Regions from separate parts of the Mus musculus genome. Here all the other regions are linked to region 1. Evidence: chromatin contacts called from public HiChIP or PLAC-seq and promoter capture Hi-C data. All regions are on one chromosome and are shown on one strand. Each heading gives the region's core, a stretch centred on a gene start, on an enhancer-like site or on the middle of the called end of the contact. The rest is flanking DNA. Distances are from core to core; before and after follow the strand shown.

Region 1 (4,605 bases), core at 798-3,297:
TCCTGGAACTAACTCTGTAGACCATGCTGGCCCCGAACTCACAGAGATCCACCTGCCTCTACCTCCCCAGTGCTGGGATTAAAGGCGTGCACCACCACCACTCAGCTAAAATTTCTCTTTTTTTAAATACTATTTTTTAAAGATTTATTTATTTGGGACTGGAGAGATGGCTCAGCAGTTAAGAGCACTGACTGCTCTTTCAAAGGTCCTGAGTTCAATTCCCAGCAACCACATGGTGGCTCACAACCATCCATAATGAGATCTGACGCCCTCTTCTGGTGTGTCTGAAGACAACTACAGTGTACTCACATAAATAAAATAAATAAATAGATCTTTTAAAAAAAGATCTATTTATTTTATGTAATATATATCACAGACAAAGAGATCTCCATAAAAACCAAGACTGTGAATGTCAATGTTTGTTGGGCTTTTTTTTTTTTTTTTTAAATATGGACTGCTTCACGAATTTGTGTGTCATCCTTGCGCAGGGCCATGCTAATCTTCTCTGTATCGTTCCAATTTTTTTTTTTTAGTATATGTGCTGCCGAAGTGAGCACGTTTGTTGGGCTTTTATCTATCAGTCTCACTGTGAAAAGGAACACAAAGACCTTTAAAGAGCACTGAACATTGGTTTGCTCTATTTCATTATTCTTTGCTAAGGACACACATGTGTTGGTTCACCTTAAGTGGCCTTGTTGAGCTCAACTTGTGATGACACTGCCACTGTCCTGTGGGGTCCTATTTATATTCCTTCATCACAGATCCTCCCACGTGTTCGCTATATCAAAATATCCTTTCAACCCTGTCTGCTTCAAGAAAACAAGTCTTTAAAGTGTTCACTTTAGCAAGACATGCTCTCATCTATGTGCCCCAACAAAACATCATTCGACAGAACTAACTTTCCAAAGAAACTGGAAGTTTCCACTTCATGTGCTATTTCATCTAACCCAGGAAGCCAGTATGAAATTGTCTAGGAGATTTAGCTATACATAACAAACACGAAGTGGGTCCTGTCTCCACCTCTCTAGCCCTGGGATTGCAGGCAAACACTACACATAGACACACATAATCTCCTAGGTTCAAACTGAAGTTTCCACGTTTGTGCAGCAAGCCCTTTACCACCTGACTGGCTGAGCCCCTCCCCAGCCCCTAGGAACTAGTTCCGTTTTAGGAAGATGAGACGTTTGTCAGCCACAACGGTTGCATGTCTTTCCTCTTGACACTGTCTTTCCACTGGGGTTGGTTAATATCTATCACATAGACATTTGCTCCTTCACTCCGGTAGATCTGTTTTCTCCCAGGCATCTACCACCGAGCCCTGCCTCTCTTCCTCATGACATTTGGCCTATTGGGGTCTTGTGTGTCCTGATTTCGGTAGCTGCAGATCATAACCAAAGGATGGAATGCTTATCTAGTTTCCCCAGGGTTCTGATTCCCCAAGCCCAACACAAAACAAAAACCGCTTAGCATATTCTCGGTAAGACACAGAAAACTGCCTTGAAGTCTGCCTCCCGGGGAAACCACTTCCTGCTCTATCTTCCTCCGGGATCCTGTGGCTCTCTGCCTATGTATTTACTTCTAGGACCTCTGGGGAGCCTGCAGCTCCCTTTTCCTCTCTCCGTGTTTACTCTGCTTCCCAGCGCAGGCCACAGAGTGGGAGTTTCCTGCCTGTTCATCCCCACAGCGGCGTCACTGTCTCTCCTTGACACCCACCTCTCCCGGCCTGGCCTTCAAACTCTGGGTCTCCTGGGGCCTTGGAATCACCTTCCTTCCGGTGTCTGAGTCCCGCTGTCACCTCCCCAAGGACTTCGGGATGCTTCTTTTTGGTTACTGCCACCTACCCAGAGGGATGTCGAAGACTCCCTCAGGCTTTGTTTGTGGCCCCGGCCTTGAGTTCATTAGGCAGTTTTTAAATTCAGTCTGTTCATTACTTGGCTACTCGTCCTTGCTCAGATCCTTTCTTCCTTGAACCCCCCTCCTAAAGCACCCACCCTACCCGTTGAAAGGCATTGCCCGACCTACTTCCTCCTGGAGACCCTGTCTAGGGGCCGCCTCCTTCTCTAGCCACTCCTCTTTCCGCCTCCCCCCTCCCTTCTCTGACCTGCTTTTATGACCTCTGGACAGAAACTTCCCATTTCCTGTTGTGTCTCCCATCCTGACCGTGCATTGAGAGTTTTTCACTGACATTTGGGCCTCACTGGTTTTTAGAGCCCATACCTAGTGAATACTGAATGAGTCTGAGGCTTAGAGGAATGAATGGCTTCAAACTGTCCTGCGCGACCCAGCTCTCCAGCTGGGGCCACCGCAGCCCATTCAGTTTGATGTGCAAACCTCTGTACCACATCTGCCTTGCTCCCAACTTCTTCTGTCACCAAGGTTCCCTGTGAATGTGTTCATTCATCCGTCAAAGGAAAAAAACAAAACAAACACGGAGGTGAGAATTATAAAGGCCTAGAGCTCTGTGCACCTGCAGACAGCAGTGTGATAAACAACCTAGAAGGACTGGGTTTTTCAATGTACTTTTTTTTTTTTTTTTTTCGAGACAGGATTTCTCTGTATAGCTCAGGCTGTCCTGGAACTCACTTTGTAGACCAGACTGGCCTCGAACTCAGAAATCCGCCTGCCTCTGCCTCCCAGGTACTGGGATTAAAGGTATGCGCCACCACACCTGGCTCAATGTACTTTTTAAAACTTATTTTATTTTATTTTATTTTATTTTATTTTATTTTATTTTATTTTATTCTGCTTGGGAATATGCCTGTGTTGCTGTGTGCCTATGCAGGTTGTCTTACAACTTGTGTGGAGTTAGACCTTTTATTCAGTTTCCAGTGAACTCCGGCCAGCAGGCTTGCAAGCATCTTTACTTACTGTGCCATCTTGACAGCCCAGATAGTGTCTTGTTGTTGTTGTTGTTGCTGTTGTTGTTGTTGTATTTGAGAAAGGCTCTCATGGAGCCCAGGCTGGTCTCCAACTCACTAAGCAGCAGAGAAGAATCTTGAACTCCTGCTCCCCCGTCTGTACCTCCTAAGAGCTGGGGTTGGGGACATGGTCCACCATACCTAACCACATAAGAACGTTCCTACTGTTACGTTTTCTACACTAGGTTCTGCCCTGTCTGATCAGTTACATTTCACAGAAAGGTAAACTGAACTACTGACTGCTTTGCGGAAGATTCCATTCAGTAACAGATGAGCTGAGATTGGACCTGCACAGTTAGATCTGTCAACTTAATCACACCTGGTTTTGCTGGTTGCTGTTTTGTTTTGCTCAGTTTTAGTTTTGTTTCTTCTTTGTTGTGTTTGCTTAGACACTCCAGGTCCGGCATTGGATTCCCAATGTAGTGGAGCATGACCTTGAACTTCTGACCCTCTTGCTTCTACCTCCCAGGGCTGGAGTTACAGGGAATTGGACCTAGGGTTTCCTACACGCTAAGTGATCAACTCTAGCAACCCAGCTACAACCCCACTCCCTGTTTTGAAACTTTTATGACTTCACTCAGTTATATCTCCACGTGGGTTATATCTCCACGTAAGTTATATCTCCACGTGAGTTATATCTCCACGTGGGTATGTGTTTGCAGAGATGTTCTGTTTAGCTCCCTGCAGACTTGACACGAGCTGGAGTCATTTGGGAAAAGGGAACCTTGACTGAGAAAATGTCTGGACCAGAAGGATCTGTGGCCAGGATTCCGAGGCATCTTCTTGGTTAATGGTTGTCTCAGGAGAGCCAACCGTGGAGGGTGGGGTCAGTGCTCCTGGTTAGTAAGAAAGAAGGCACGTTCCTTTAATCCCAGCTCTGGAGAGGCAGAGGCAGGCTGATCTCTGTGAGTTTGAGACCAGTCTGGTCTGCATAGTGAGTTCTAGGTGAGCCAGGACTGTTACACAGAGAAACCCTGTCTCAAAATACGACAACAACAACAACAACAACAACAGCAGCAGCAGCAACAACAAAAACAGAAAAAGCAAAAGCAAAAGGCAAACAAGCAAGCAAGCTGAGCAGGTCAGTAAGCAGCACTTGCCCATGGCCTCTGGTTCAGCTCCTGCCTCCAGGTTCCTGCCTTGAGTTCTTGCCTGACTTCCTTCAATGGTGGACTACAGGGTAGAAGTGTAAACTGTAATAAACTGTGTGCCCCCCCCCCTTAAGCTGGGTGGTATGTATCACAACAATAGAAACCCAAGTAAGGCAAGAAGCCAGAGGACAACTCGTGAGACTTGATTCTTACACCCAGAACAGCCAGCTTGGTGGGTGTAAGGTGAGTGACTTAACCCATTGAGCCACCTAGCCAAAGACATCTGCATTCTGGAAGCAGGGTCCCCTGTAACTGTGAGGTTGACCTTGTAAGTGAGGTTGACCTTGAACTCCAGAAGTCCTGCCTCTACCTCCCAAATTCTGGATTTACCAGCATTACGCCACCATACCCAAGTCTCCAGAACACATTTTTATGGGCAGCTTACTCAGATCCTGAAAGAAAAGAAACTACGAGTCACCATTGGGCTGGGTACTTGGCTAGAATTGCATCAACCTTTTTTTTTTTTCTTAGTGTGCCAGTGGGTTTTTTGTTTTTTGTCTCCCCCCCCCCCTTGGGATTTGAATTTAAAAGAATGT
Region 2 (4,605 bases), core at 1,383-3,882, 1.8 Mb before region 1:
GAATCCAGAGGTGCGAGCAAGCACTTTGCTGACTGAACTACAGCCTCAGCCTCAGAGGTCACTTTTAAACAGAAAATACATGACCTGAAAGGCGTGGTTGTTTGTCTGTTGGCTGGGTTTTGAGACAGGGTCTCATGTAGCCAAGGATGACGGAATTCCATCTCTCAAAATGTTGGGGCTGTGGGACAGGACCCCCACACTTAGCCGGGGTTTGTTACTGGGAAATAAAGCCAGGGCATTTATTTCTTTCTAGTTTTTAACTTTCCTTTGCTTTTTAGGCCTTTTGGAGACACGGTCCCACCTAGTCCAGGCTTATAGGCCAGGCTTCCTTGAGCTCCTGATCTACCAGCTTCTACCTCCCAGGTGCTGGGACTGTAGGCATGAACTCCCATACAAGATGTTTTCGATTTTACTTTTAATAGAGCCCCTTTAAAACCACACGGGAGACTTGGATCGAACAGCCTTAGGAGAACAGAACCATTTATCCAGTGGGGGTTTGTTTTGTACATTTACTTATTTATTTTGCGTGGGGGAGAGGCAGGCAGCAAGCACATGCCACAGCCCAAATGTGGAGGTCAGCGGGCAGGCTGCAGGAATCTGTTCTCTTTTTTCACCATGGGTTCTGGGGAATCAAGCTTAAATCATCAGATTTGATGGCAAGCACCTTGGCCCACTGAGCCATCTTGCCAGGACTCCTGAGTGGTTCTTTGGAGTCTCTTCTACTTATCAAAGAGCAAAATCCCAACTGTGGCCTTTAAGCTATTTATTTGGGGTTGGAGAGATGGCTTCTAGAGGGGACCCATGTTTGATTCCCAGCATTCACACGGCTGCTCACAAGTGCCTGTAATTCTGCCTCTAGGGCTTCTGATAACTTCTTCTGGCCTCTGGTGACCACTGTACATACATGGTGTACAGATATACATGAAGGCAGAACACTCATAAACATTATATATACATATATGTATAATACATATATATAATATATTATATATATTATATATTATATAATAATAGATAGATAGATAGATAGATAGATAGATAGATAGATAGATAAATAGATAGATGTTTGCTTTGCTCGGTGAAATTGTAATGCTGGCACTTGGGAGGCAGAGGCAGGAAAACCACTGAGCGATTCAAGCTAGCCAGGGCTAGCAAGATCCTATCTTGGAACAAAAGATGAGAGCTTTTGGTTTCCTGTAGTTTCATAAACACAAAAGAATCTATCTCAAATGCCCTTCTCCCAAGTGTCACAACTATTTATCCTATGAGGAAATTCAGATTCTGCCTCCTCCAGGAAGCCCTTCTTGATCATCCCTTGTAAATAACACCGGCTGCCTCTGCCTGGCCAATGCTCTACTGGGCAGCATCTCCTAGAGCGGGCACAAGTAATGCCAACTACATCCTCCCTGCATCCAGGGCCTGGCAGGCAGGCAACCAGTGGCCATCAGGAATGAGAAAAAAAAAAACTCCTGCTGGGTTCAAGTTGGCCCCCACCACTGGGTGCCTCTCCTGATCTCGAGCTTCCTGCTATGAGTCTCAGCCCTGCCTCTTCCCAGAAGCCTCCCCGGGTTGGCATCAGGAAGGAAGGGAGTGGACAGTGGGCGAGGCGGATGTGGCAGACCTGCTCCATTTTTGGCAGGTGAGGTGGCCCACCTAGAACAGACTCTGGGCAGTGAGCATACTCACCAGAGGAATGAAAGTCAACAGGGGCCGGACTCGTGGCCGGGCTTTCAGCGTGGCTGTTCCCGATTCGCTCACAGTGTTGAACCGATTGTCTCCATAATAGATCCCATCTATGAAAGGCAGAGAGGGGTGCAGTGAGCTGGGCGTCAAAGAAGGGGACCAGGCCACCTGCAGATCCCAGAGAGGAAACCAAGCCTTGGGGTTGCGGGCTTTCACACTCTAACACAGTGAGATCCCGTGGTTGTGGCGATGAGATTGCTTGTGGAAATGGCGAGGTCCCGTTGTGGAGCAGACTGGGGTGGGTGCCCGAGGCTTTGGCCCACAGCCGCCATCACTCTCCTGACACCCTCCAGTACACCCTTCCAGCCCTCCACATTCACACAGCACCTGCCCCTGAGAGCCAGGCAGAGGCCTGGGCGGTGGAGGGCGAAGCTTATCTGACATTTCTCTCAAGTGTTTGCATTGCTAATCTGGAACAAGCAGAGCAGAGGAGCCTCCTGCTGTCCCCTGTGGCCAGCACCCCTCTCTAGGTCAAGCACTTCCTGACCCCAACCCACCACCACCATTGTGTGTCCGTGCCCTTGTCTGTGTGTGTCTGTGTGTGCGCGTGCCATCTTGCTTCAGTGTACCCTTGACTGCAGAATAGAGAGAGAGCAAAAGAATTAGTGCAGCAAAAATACATTAAAAAAAAATCCCACTGGTTGTAAACGTTGTTTAACCTCCCCCAAACCTTAGGTGTCCTATCTGCCCAACGGAAGTGAGAATGTCAACTTTATATATCAGCTATGGGGTATACGTGTGGCCAGTATACAGAGGGACTGAACTAAATGTGATCCCTAACCCGGAGGGAAGATGACACAGAATAGACCCTCCAGACCCTGCTCTGGGCTGTACCTAAAGCCACGGACCAGTGAGTTGCAAGGTTCACAACCAGTCTCTCTCACGACCTTTGACACCACTGATAAGAATTCGCCATTTCCTCCCACGTCCGTGCGTACTGTCACATCCACAGGCCTCCTGCTTTGTGGGTCATACGTACAGAAGGCGGTTGCCCTATTTAACAGACCTGAGGGAATGAGGGACCTTCTTCTCTCCAGCCAGAGAGGAAAGAGGTCAGAATCTCACAATTAAATAGAGCCCAGGGTAGTGGTGCACGCCTTTAATCCCAGAACTCAGGAGGCAAAGGCAGGCAGAGTTCCAGGGTAGCCAAGTCTGCATCGTGATACCCTGTCCCAAATAAATAAATCCCAATGAACCAGACCCTTGGTGGTGCTGGTTAGAAAACAACCGTACACATTTTAGGAGGAAATTGAACAGAATTCAGAATTGTGCAGGTGGCTTTTGCTCCAGAAGACTCGGGGGGGGGGGGTGTTTGATGTAATAAGGGTACCCAGCGATGGGAGGTGGTGGCAGGGCGCACTCGAGACTCTCCATCCCCCCACGGGTCCCCGGATAACAGCTCCACTGTGCCCACCATTGTTCCAGAACACAGTTCTCAGAGCACTGGGAGTGAACATGATGTCCTGGTCTGGCTTGTCAGGCTCTGGTCTGTGGACTGTGCACACAGACCATGGGTATCATGAAGCAGGGAACGCTGACTGCCGAAGCCCACAGGTGTCTAGAACAGAGCCTGTTCCGAGCCCGACCCCTTCGTGTGCCCGAGAGGGTGGGCATTCTGTCATCACTGTCTCACAGGCCCCACGACCCAGCCCTGACGCCTGGACACTGTTGCTGGCATTGGTCCCTGGTGGCTTCACCTCTCAAATACTGGTGGTCAAGGGACTGATGACACAGGAATGCTAGCTAGGAGCTCAAAGCCAGCTTAGGCTATGCAGTGACTTCTAGGTTAGCCTGGGCTACACTGAGACCTTGTCTCAAAAATAAAACAAAAACTTGGACTGGTGAGATGGCTTAGTGGGTAAAAAGTACCAACGGCCAAGGCTTGCAACCTGTTTGTGATTCCCCAGGACCCACAACATACATGTATACATATATATGTGTACACACACACACACACACACAGAGTATGAGAGAGAGAAAAAAAGAGAAAGAGAGATTTCTTATATAGCTCTGATGTGAAACTCAGAGAGGCCCACCTGCTCTGCCTTGTTAGTGCAGGGATAAAGACGTGCATCACCAGGCCACTGTACCCGGAAGGGACCCGTGGGCAGGCTGACAGGCTCAATCTAGGCCCTCCTCCACCTAAGTCTCAGTATGGCCACCACAAGCCAGGTCTTTCAAGAGCTCAAGGTCAAATTGTTTTTTTTCTCTCCAGACTCAAGGCCAAGAACCAGAACCACATAGACTGTCAGAAGCCCTCCCACGTGGGGACTTCCTCTTGAAGTAGCTGAAACTCTGTGGATCAGAGTCAAGAACAGTGAAGTGGGCCTTCCTGAAAAGCAGCCCCTCTTCAGGCCGGGGACAGAGGAGGAGGTGCCTGGAAGGAGGCTGGACAGGGCTCAGTCAGAAAACCAGGCCCTGTCTTCTCCGCAGTCAGGCAGCCTTCTCTCTACTCAGTCTGTCCGCTGGAAGGGGCTGTGTGCCCAGAAGCTTCGGGAGTGTCATGCATGCCCCGGATGGGGCGTGGGGGTGGTAGGAGAGGTTTGGAAGGCCAGAAAGGACAAAGACCTACACTCAGACCTCCAGGAGGGCCTTTAGGAGTGTCCTAAGATGCTAAGAGCCTGTAAACAAGGTGTGAGTCTTAACCAAACCACAGATAGACCAAGGGTTGGGAAGCTAGCCCCAGGTAAAGGCACTGTCTGCCCAGCCTGACCTGAGAGTCATCCCTGGGACCCACATGGGAGAAGGGGAGAATTGGCTGCTGCAGTTGCCCTTTGCTTCACACAATGGCTTTGAGGACACAGAAACACACATGTGCACACGCACCACTAAATCAAATGTAATTTTTTTAAAAGCCCAAGA
Region 3 (4,605 bases), core at 1,198-3,697, 1.1 Mb before region 1:
GGAAAGGACCGTGTCCCCGCCGCCGCCAGTGTTGCTGTATTGTTGGTGATAAAATTGTCCTCTTTGGCGGTACCAGGTTAGGAGAGGGGGGGGGCAGTGAACTCGGGAAAGGGCCTAACATCAGAGGGTGGCATCGGAGTGAGGGTCTGTGGGTGGTCCCAGCACCTACTTCATTCTCTCTTTCCATCTGTACAGCCCCTCTCCCGAGGAAGGCCTGGGGGATGAATTTGACCTCATAGATCATTCTGACTTACACATCTTGGACTTCAGTAAGTACTTATTTCTGAGGGGCTTCTACTGTCAGGTTCTCTGTCTCTGGGTGGTGAGCAGGATGGGACCTTTCCCTGCTCTGACTGACCTCCAGCTCCTCCAATACAGGCCCTAGTCTGAAGACTCTGTGCAAGCTGGCGGTGATTCAGTATAGCCTGGACCAGTCCTGTCTGCCCCATGACATCAGGTAAGGCAGGTGGCTGCAGAGGAGGGAAGGCTTGGCTAAGGCTCAGTGGCCAGCACAGGTGTGACCTGATTAGCTCTCAACCAATGTCCTGCAGCAGCGGACAGTTCTGTCTGCTGGAGAGGAGATTTTTGTGAGGAACAGGAAGGAGGTAAAGGTGCTGCCATCACGTGACAGCTATCAATCAGCTCTGGAAGAAAACATTCTGGATTGTTCGAGCCACGCTCAGAAGCTCTGCTGCCCTACATAGTTTTGTTTGTTTTCGTGATGTATTTTGACTAAATTTCAGGGTTGACTACAAAGAAGGTTGAAGAGTTTCTGGACTCCCTTAGGTCAGGAATGGAGAGAGGTTCCTATTTCTTGCCCGTATTGAGTTCAAATTGAGCACCAAAAGTCACTCCATGAGACATTGCCTCCTCTTGGTCATTCTAAGACATTCCTGCCTCCTTGAGCCAGGTTTTATTTTTTATTTTTTGGTTTCCCGAGACAGGGTTTCTCTGTATAGACCTGGCTGGCCTCTCCTTCCAAATGCTGGGATTAAAGGCGTGTGCCACCACACCCGGCTAATTCTTGCTTGTTAAGGTCTCTGTGTCCTTTGGTGACAGAGAATCACCAATTCACAGAATGAATCCCAGACTGGCCCCAATTTAACACGGGTGCGAATACCTTAATGCCGAGTACACGGCTTAGAGTCTTGTATAAGGAAGACTTAAGTCTTTGTAAAATGAAAGTGGTGTGGGAAGCATACTTTTAAGTTGGTGGGGTGGATGGGAAAATCTTTAGGTCCCAAAGTTTAGGGAGAACAGGAGGTCTGAATCAGGGCCTTAAAATAAGGGAAATTGGCAACAAGGGATTGACGCTCTGGTAAGGATGAGGGGGAAGTGCTGCCTGGCTGGCTGCAGACTGCAGAGCAGGAGAGGTACCTGGGGTGTTTACTAAAATGGGTACACCTGAGCCAGATGCTTAGGCTCAGAAGTCTGTATAAACATAAACAGGAAATCCCAGAGAACCTGGAGGTGGTTGAGTAGGAGGAGGTGGGAGTTGTAGTGGTAGGTGGGGTCTGGTGATTAACCCCTCTGTGGGAGTTTGGAGGGTGCTGTGTCATAGCTTTGTTGTCATAGAGACCACCTCTTCCGGTCTTCTCTGCCCATTGTTCACCTTTCCAGGTGGGAGCTCAACGCCATGACCACCAACAGCAATATCAGCCGCCCCATTGTCTCCTCCCATGGCTAGGAAGTTTATGCTGCCTCCCCTACTGAGCCCTCTCTTGTCTTCATTGCCCCTGCCCTTCTCACCCGCCTGCCCCTTTGGACCCTGGACTCGGTATACCTCCACGTGGAGTTGATGGACTAGAGGTGTTTTCTGTGCTGTGAATTCAGTGGGGAGTTTTTTGGGGGAGGGCATTTCCCTCCCTCCTTGGGCCGAGGGCCCCTTCCCTTGGTGCTCTGTCCCCATCCACCTCCCTCCACCGCTCCTGGGCCTTTGCTCTGCCCCAGTCTGGCTGGGTAGCCAGGCTGTGTGTGCTGGAAAGGGACAGGAGTGGGAGAAGCCAGCAGTGTTGGAGCCTCAGGAGCCTCCCTCTCCCCATGACCACCCTCTCCCTGCTTGAGCATCGCCCGGGAGCTGAGAGGAGCCTCGGCTGTTGGCATGAAACCCCCTCCCCAACCCGCGGTGGTGGGGACCAACAGACAGCTTCACCCTTCCTTGAGCTGTTGCTGTACCCCTGAAGCTCAGGCAGCTCTGACTTTATAAAACCTAAAACCTCCAAACGTGTCCTATTTCTGGCGACTACGATAGAGGGGTGGAGGCAAAGGGGCCACCCTTGCGGTTCTGGCTTCAGGGCCAAGCATCTGAAGAAATCCGATGCCACTGAGCCTGGCAGCCTCTCCGCAGACGTGAAGTTCTACGGCTGCGGGGCGGTGCTTCTGGCAGAACCCTCAGCACATTGGCTCAGGCTTCCGGAAAGGGTGGGACGTGGGACCTCGTCGTGAGCGGAAGTCGTGCAAGTTTTCAGCCCGGACTACGGAAGACATGCGGAAGGCTGGTTCTAGGGCTAGGGCTGAGGCCGAAGGTCCTCACCGTGCTATGGAGGGCGGGGAGGTGACTGGCGACCGGCTGAAGGGTGAGGACCTAAGGCTGGGGTGAGCGGGAGGCGTTTGGCTGCGGGAACAGAAGCCGCCCGAGTGCCGCGGTTCAATGGAGGCCGAGAGGAGCGGGTGCTTCCCGCTTTACGACTTTGGGAGAAGTTTCGTGGTTTGGTTTGGTTTGGTTTGGAACATGGCGGTGGGCGGGGTACGGAGGGCGGGGATGTCTCATAATGTGGCCCAGGCCAGTTTCGAACTCTTGGCCGCCCTGCCTTATTACCAAGTGCTGGGTTTATAGGTCTTAAGTCTCCGGGCCAGGCCTGGGCATATTCTTAAAGGGAGGATTTGGGTTCTTCCTAAGTCTAGTAGGGCGGGATGCGACTAACTAAACTGTATGCGTGCACTTGGAAATAAAGAATAACCAAACAGCAAAGCAAAAAGTTCGTTGTCGGTCCACTTAACCTCTAGAAAAGGGTATTTAGCCAGGCGGGTTAGTACACGCCTGACCAGCACTCGGGAGGCAGAGGCAGCCAGATTCCTGTGCACTCCAAACCAGCTTGGTCTACATATTCCAGTGATTCTCGACTTTCCTAATGCTGTGACACTGGTGACCCCAACCATAAAGTTATTTTGTTGCAACTTCATAACTGTGATTTTTGCTACTGTTATGAATAGTAATATAAATATGTTTTCTGATGGTCGTAGGCAACCCCTGTGAAAGGGGCTTTGGACACCTTCCCCAAAGGAGTTGAGACTCAGGTTGAGACCCTTTGACACAGTGACTTCCAAGCTGAGGGAGATGGAAGCCACTGGAGAGCTTTGAGTTCAGAATACCATGAAAATTAGCACAGGGAGGGATAAATCAGACTCTTTTTTACTATGCAAAAATAAATAGGTTCTGGCCAGGAGGTGGTGGCACATGCCTTTTTAATCTCAGAGCTCTAGAGGCAGAGGCAGGCAGAGCTCTGAGTTTGAGGCCAGCCTGATCTACAGAGGAAGTTCCAGGACAGCCAAGGCTACACAGATCCTGTCTAGCAACATTACAGAGTAGCACCTTGGCGACCAGTGCTGCCTAGCAAGTAAGGATGGTCTTTGCTATGTATCTGATGTGTGTGTGTGTGTGTGTGTGTGTGTGTGTGTGTGTGTGTGCGCGCGCGCGCGCGCGCTTGTGCAAGTATACGTACATGTGTGTGTCTTACAAAGTGGACGTGGAGCTCAGAAGACAGCTTTGGTCAGTCTGTCCCCTCCCTACACCATGTGACTCCAGGCTCTAACTTAGGTGGTCCAGCCTGGCAGGGCGTTCTTTTCATATTCTGAACCTAGCCCGATGAAGACTTTTCCTGCAGTGGGGAGGTACTGACCGGAGTTGTGTGACCTTTTCCTGCAGCAGACACATCTGACATGTCATTTGAGGAGCTGTTGAGATTACAGGGCCAAGGGAGACCCAAGGCACACAAACAATTGGTAGCTGGAAACAGCACTAGAACGCGAAGCCCCCAACAACCCGTGTGTGTCGCCGATAAGCACCGGTGAGGACCAAAGCCTGCCCACAGAGTTAAAACTTCCCCGGGACTTTGACAGATGTCTGTTACCTTCCTCCAAGACGGCAGTGCACTTACCCCCGGCCTTTCATTTCTCCTCAGGCCTCTGGAAATGTCAGCTAAAGTCCGGGTGCCATTCTTACGTCAGGTGGTGCCCATCAGTAAAAAGGTGAGGAAAGAGCAGGGAACAAGGACTTCCTTGGAGACAGGAGACTTAAACAAGCGGATTATATTCTCTCTGTGTTTTGCAAAGGTCGCCCGAGACCCCCGCTTTGATGATCTGTCAGGGGACTATAACCCTGAAGTGTTTGACAAAACTTACCAGTTCCTGAATGATATCCGAGCCAAAGAGAAGCAGGTGTGTAGTGTGAGGCTGCTCTGTGTACACGTGGAGGGGGAACCGACTGCATGCTGGCCCCTCGGGAGGAGGAAGCGGGAAGCGTGCTGGGGGGTAGATCTTTGGCTGTAAGTTGGTTCGTCGGTTTTATGGCTGTGCTCACGTTGGCTTCCCTCCGTTTCCTTCAGT

The links. Promoter capture Hi-C pulls out the DNA fragments that hold promoters and counts their contacts. HiChIP or PLAC-seq counts read pairs in DNA pulled down with a chosen protein or histone mark.
Region 2: a promoter capture Hi-C map of liver shows a contact between it and region 1, with 3 times the contacts expected there. The contact joins two enhancer-like sites. A contact is called at or near these places in 1 of 39 promoter capture datasets (liver) and 1 of 115 datasets of contacts at active chromatin or transcription factors (pancreatic cancer cells).
Region 3: a contact with region 1 is called in an H3K27ac HiChIP or PLAC-seq map of large pre-B cells, with 7 times the contacts expected there. The contact joins the promoter of Rrp36 here to the enhancer-like site in region 1. A contact is called at or near these places in 1 of 39 promoter capture datasets (cranial neural crest), 1 of 484 Hi-C or Micro-C datasets (B cells) and 2 of 115 datasets of contacts at active chromatin or transcription factors (embryonic stem cells and large pre-B cells).

What each region holds. Positions count from the first base shown.
Region 1 is chr17:45,616,598-45,621,202 of GRCm38.p6, reverse strand. It overlaps the pseudogene Gm25008. Among named protein-coding and RNA genes, the nearest start is that of Gm52283, 8.1 kb to the left of the region's middle. Within about 2 kb of position 2,047, at least 176 of the 459 cell types and tissues checked have an H3K27ac peak or open chromatin away from gene starts, as enhancers often do. A contact at or near this core is called in B cells, embryonic stem cells and liver, where this site is marked.
Region 2 is chr17:47,443,753-47,448,357 of GRCm38.p6, reverse strand. It overlaps AI661453 (expressed sequence AI661453), which reads right to left. Exons shown (of 5, transcript NM_145489.2): 2 at 1,687-1,793. Among named protein-coding and RNA genes, the nearest start is that of AI661453, 9.4 kb to the right of the region's middle. Within about 2 kb of position 2,632, at least 32 of the 459 cell types and tissues checked have an H3K27ac peak or open chromatin away from gene starts, as enhancers often do. A contact at or near this core is called in liver, where this site is marked.
Region 3 is chr17:46,672,168-46,676,772 of GRCm38.p6, reverse strand. Rrp36 (ribosomal RNA processing 36 homolog (S. cerevisiae)) reads left to right here and starts at 2,447. Exons shown (of 7, transcript NM_144857.2): 1 at 2,447-2,576; 2 at 3,926-4,067; 3 at 4,182-4,248; 4 at 4,333-4,437. The coding sequence starts at 2,486. Klhdc3 (kelch domain containing 3) reads left to right here. Exons shown (of 12, transcript NM_027910.3): 9 at 1-76; 10 at 196-269; 11 at 379-457; 12 at 1,621-2,223. The coding sequence ends at 1,687.